Linked DNA regions of Mus musculus: region 1 is linked to region 2. The links are chromatin contacts, called in public HiChIP or PLAC-seq maps. All regions are on one chromosome and are shown on one strand. Each heading gives the region's core, a stretch centred on a gene start, on an enhancer-like site or on the middle of the called end of the contact. The rest is flanking DNA. Distances are from core to core; before and after follow the strand shown.

Region 1 (2,700 bases), core at 150-2,649, 410 kb before region 2:
CTGTCTCTCCAAACCGGTAATGGCTTCCACTGCCGCCCATCCCTGGGCTGATTTGTATTTATTTACTCTTTGCTTGTTCTGCCCCTTACACTGGTGTAATTGGACCCTGATTATTAGCTTTCCTTTGGTGGGGCTGGAGGGATCACTCCATCTGTAGAGACCTTGCCCTGCAAGGATGACGGTCTGAAGGATCTGAATTCAGTCCACAGAACCCATATTTTTAAAAAGCCAGGTACTAGGGCTGGAGAGATGGCTCAGCAATTAAGAGCACATACCACTCACAGAGATTCAGAGTTCAGTTCTCAGCACCTACATTGGATGGCTTTCATCTGCCTGTTACTTTGGCTTCAGGGGATCTGACAACCTCTTCTGACCTCCATGGGCACCTACAATCATATGTGCATGAGCACATAATACATCACACACACACACACACATACACACACACACACACATTCTCTCAACTACTAGTAGTGGCATCAATTTTCCTGATGGATCTATGACTCTGTGCTGTGTCTGCTAATAAAATAAAAGGCATTAGGCATACATCAGAAGCTTGCTGCAAAACTAAGCAAGCTAATATAGCTTCAAATGCTTGGAACAGAACCATGTACACAATAAATGCAAATGTCTAAGGACTCACAGCCAAGGCATCAGATTAGAGTCCTTCTCAGGCCCTCGGGATGGAGATCCCTCAAGCCTGATGGATAACTCAGGAAAATTAGGTAAAGAGAAGACAGAAGGAAAAGGTGCTGTCACTCAGGAGACAAAGGCGGGGCATTGGATTCAGTGCTGGAGACAGGGCAGAAGGCAGCCTTCAAAATGATGCTCTGTCTATGATTGAGCCATCGCTCATTGCCAGTTACAGAAGATCAGCTGCAAGTGTGGGATCTGGCTAGACAGCCTGCGTTCAAACTCCAGCTCAAGAACTATCCATCCCAGGACAGGTGCTGATCCATTGTATGTCTCTAGTGTCTAAGACAGGGACCATAGCTGGGATTTCTGTGTTAGACTCTGGAAAGGGTTACAGGAAGCAAAGGCGCTGGGTGTTTGGAGCTGAGCCCGGAAGATCTGGGTTCAAGGTTGCCAGTTTTATCTTAGAGACATCAGCAACAAATAGGCAGCTGAGCCCACAGAAATGGGCGTGTCCGGCCCCAGACCATGTGAGTAAGGCGAGACCACACTGAGGTAAGTGTGACACAACCTGAGGTAAACATCCATGTAAGTGCAGGGTTAAGTCGAAAGGTCAAGGAAACAGCCATGAGGGAGAAAGTGAGAGGCAGGAAGGCAGGCTGCAGGGGCCACGGTCCAGCTCTGAGAGAAAACAATGGCCGTAGTGAGAACAGCAGGGCTCTCTGTCCAATCACGGTCCCCAGTCAGGGGTCCTGTGACATGACAGCAAAAATCCTGCCTCAGCCAATGAGGTGAAAAAGCAAATGGCGACCTGGCCACACCTTTGTCTGGCCTCCCGAGGTGATCACAAAAGCATTTGGCACCCCGTCCCAGTGACTGCTATGGACACAACTCAACCCTTCTAGCCATGCCTTTGAACCCCTGCTGGTCTTCTGCATGTGACAATCTACAAGGTAAATATTTCTACTGGATCCAAATAGCTGGTTAAGATTAACATCTGTCCTAAATGTCAAGTCCCGTTGTGTACATCCCTGATCCCTCTTGTTTCCTGTGTCCACAAACCCTACCTAGCATTGGTAACTTCTGCTTGTTTATTTTGATAAGGGATCTGCATCTAGAAAGTTACCCCACATTGCTCTAGTAGAACCCCAAAGCCTGGCCCCAGGCCTCCAAACAAGGATTCAGTACTATGATACTGTATGGTGGTATTATTTAGGAGTGTCTACCCCACTGAGTTCCTAAATAAAAGACACAAAACCTTTATATCTAGAATAAGCCTTAAAGCACTAGAGCTGGGCAGATGGCCACCCTCTGCTAGTTTGTCTGCTTCTCTAGTAACCCTAAGACTTCAGTTGCCATGTTCTGCCTTGTAGCCTTCCATAAGCCTGAAGCAGGCTAAACCAGACCTTGACCTTGCTGCCACTAAAGAGATTATCTAGGGTGGAGCCTTCCTCCCTAGATCACTCTATTGTTCTGCCACTGCAGCTGCTGCTTCAAGATACCCGCAGAGAAGCCGCTGAGCTATTCCAGAGACTACGCCCTATTCTGAACATCATCACCTGCAGCTGGTTCCAGGCTCCAAGGATGAATTGGCGGAATGGACTTTTCTCCCCTTTTCTTTATAAGGCGTGTTCCCCGACATTAAAGTTGAACCTTGAGAAGACTAGCATGTCTTGGTTCCATTGTTTCTCAACCCACCTAGGCTCCCTCTTTTCTTCCAGATTCCAAGATGCCTTCCAGGCTCGAACCTGGACATGTGAGCCGCTGGCCAGCCCCCAACACTGCCTGGGCCACACCTACTCCATCAGGCTGACCTTCGTGCCCACAATCCACCTGCCCCACAGAATCTTCTTCCTTCCCCTCTCCTCTTCTAGTCTCTCACTCAGACCCCAAGCCCCAGAACCCAAGCCCTGCCTACCTCTTTCTGCCCAGCTACAGGCTGTAGGCATTTTTATTGACCCATCAGGGATAGCTTGGGAGACAAGGTTACATAGCATCATGTACAGGAGGATTTCCTTGTCCCTAAGGCTGTGTGTGTGTGGTAGGGGGACCAGATCTTGGAGGCCA
Region 2 (2,700 bases), core at 196-2,695:
GTGCAGGGCTCAAGGGTCTTTGCTGCTTTTCCAGAAGGCCTGGGTTTGTTCCTAGCACCCAATGTATGGTGGCTCACAACCCCTAGTAACTCCAGCTTCCGGGGGACCTGGCGCATGCGCGTGCGTGTGTGCGTGTGTGTGTGTGTGTGTGTGTGTGTGTGTGTATGTATGTATGTACTGGAGAGACACAAAGATCCCGAGTTAAAGATCATCTTCAGCAGCCTAGGGAGGTGTAGGCCTGAGCCCTGTAGAACCCTTTATTATATAGATGAGGCACAGTGAACATAGGGCTGTTTAATAACTCCCTTAAGGTCACTCAGGTGCATGGAGCCAAATTATTAACTTCAGTGCTTTGACTTTACAGCCTGCTAACATCTACCCCATGAAAGCACCTTATCAAAATAGACTTTTCCCTTCGCCTAATTAGGATAGCTCAGGTGTGTTCCAGTGCTCCGTCCCCACTCATTCTCCCTTGCTCCTGTCAGACACAAGCCCAGGGGCTCTTGGAAAGTCCTTCTCTTTCCTGTTGTCTCAGGAGTCACTTACTCCCTGTGTCTCCCCTTTCCTGGTCTCCTTTGATCCTTTGCAGAGGAGGTGGGATCTGAAGCAGGGCCCTGCGTTTCTCTCCTCTCAGGTCCTCTGAAGCAGGGCCCTGCATTTCTCTCCTCTCAGGTCCTCTGTTATCTTGAGAGTCCTAAAGACTAAAGCTTTGGTCTACAGAGTGAGTTCCAGGACAGCCAAGGCTATATACAGAGAAACCCTGTTTCAGGGGAAAAAAAAAAAAAAGACTAAAGCTTGGTCGTGTTTGGGGACATCGTGGTAGCTCTGCTGATGCTGCAGTCAGGTCCCACTTTGCAGCTCATAAATCATGCTCTCTACAGCTGGTGGGTACCAGGAACAAGTTCTGCTGGTGTAGCTCCAGGCTGCCTATCAAGGTAGCACTCCGGCTTGGGAGGGAGGGGGGGAGGCTCAGACACGAAGGCTGTGGTTGCAGCCAGCTGCAGGAATGTTTGCTCTACCTAAATGTAATAGGCAGCTGTGTTTACACGGGTCCTTCAGTTTGGCCAGTAAGGAGCATAGATGTATATGATTCTTGGGAGGGTTTACCCACCCTGCTCCCCCTTTTAAAATGTGATTTTTTTTTTCCAAATAGTCAACCTGAATTTAAAAGGCAGTATGACTTCTGGATGTTTTGGGTCAGGTTTTAGACGTAGGCTTTATTTTTGCTAATGATATGAAAGATTTGCCCCTTTGTAGGAAGCGCCAGGCTGAGAGTTCCTGGAAGTGTTCAAGTTCTATTTATATTCGGCACCATGGCAGAGATGGTGGCGACACGGTTACCAAAATAACACCGTGGAGATGTCTGAAGTGGTTGAGAGGACACAGGGGTAAACACACCCAGGGCCTCTCAGTCAGCCCTCAACAAGGACAGCGGCTGTGACTAGATAGATGCGTGGGATCTTTTCCCCACCCAGGAAGCAACAGCATTGCTGTAGCGGACACCACCTGGGTGTCTGTTGGTTCTCCTCAAGTCTGACAGCGTCATCCTGAAGCTAGCATGTGACCCCACAGCTGAGGCCCCAGTTTCTCATACCACCTCCCAGTTCCAAGGCCAGTCACAAGTGTCTGTCCTTTAGTTTCAAGGTGGATTCCCTATGGCGTTTTTCCTCTTGTTCAATTAATTTTTAAAAGCTACTTACCAAACCAAGAGAAGCACATTTACCAGTTTATTATAAAGCATGTTTATGAAGGATACTGATAAGAGATACACAGGGCAAGGGATAGAAGGAGAGTCTTTCCCACGTAGACCACATCCCGGAACCTCCAGCTGTAACCTTGGGCTGTCTGGAAGCCCTCTAAGCCCTGCCCTTGGAGTTTTTAATAGCTTCATCACATTGGCACACCTGATGAAATAACCAGACAACTTAAACTTCAGGTGCTCTCTTCTCTCCAGAGGGACAAGATGTGAACACTCACTGTCCCAGCACTTGGGAGACAGAGACAGGAGGATCAGAAGTTGAGTCTCAACTCCCCACCCTGTCTTGGATTCTGAACGACTGTGCCCATCCCAAAAATTATCGAGACTGTTGGTCACTGGTCTGTTGTGGATAGCCCTGGGGCTAATAAAATTTGATGTTAATTCTGTGAGAGGTTTTGGATGAGGAATGAGTCAGCACTCAGGTGATTTCCTGTAAACCTGCTTCCCACCTTAATTTGTAAAATAAAGGCGAGCTGATGATTGGGCAGCTAAGGGAAGGTGAATAGAAGATGAAGAGGGAACGCAGAGAGGGAAAGAAGAAGAAGAAGAAGAAGAAGAAGAAGAAGAAGAGGAGGAGGAGGAGGAAGAGGAGGAGGAGGAGGAGGAGGAGGAGGAGGAGGAGGAGGAGGAGGAGAAGGAGAAGAGCGGAGCAGAAGCACATGGCCTGGAGAAACCGAAAGTCCTAAGGGGTCTCATGGATGTGGAAGATGGTAGTGTAGCGGTAGATCTGCCCAGTCTAGGTGCACAGCATGTATTCATATTAACTGAGTTGTGTTTTCATTGCTGGGCATATCTGAGTTGGAGATTTGCTGTAACACGGATCAGCTTAGTAGCAAGTAAAAAGACATGGCTTCTTTGAAGACCACCAGGATGTGGAAAGTGTATGTCAGGCAACAGGACAAGAACCAGACGTTACTTATTTTGTGATATCTTAGTGGCAA

Evidence for each region. HiChIP or PLAC-seq counts read pairs in DNA pulled down with a chosen protein or histone mark.
Region 1: an H3K27ac HiChIP or PLAC-seq map of embryonic stem cells shows a contact between it and region 2, with 7 read pairs. The contact joins two enhancer-like sites.

The regions. Positions count from the first base shown.
Region 1 is chr10:95,719,075-95,721,774 of GRCm38.p6, reverse strand. No RefSeq gene overlaps it. Among named protein-coding and RNA genes, the nearest start is that of Gm47708, 9.9 kb to the left of the region's middle. Within about 2 kb of position 1,399, at least 20 of the 459 cell types and tissues checked have an H3K27ac peak or open chromatin away from gene starts, as enhancers often do. A contact at or near this core is called in embryonic stem cells, where this site is marked.
Region 2 is chr10:95,312,471-95,315,170 of GRCm38.p6, reverse strand. The region is part of intron 2 of Cradd (CASP2 and RIPK1 domain containing adaptor with death domain); the gene reads left to right. Among named protein-coding and RNA genes, the nearest start is that of Cradd, 9.9 kb to the left of the region's middle. Within about 2 kb of position 1,445, at least 90 of the 459 cell types and tissues checked have an H3K27ac peak or open chromatin away from gene starts, as enhancers often do. A contact at or near this core is called in embryonic stem cells, where this site is marked.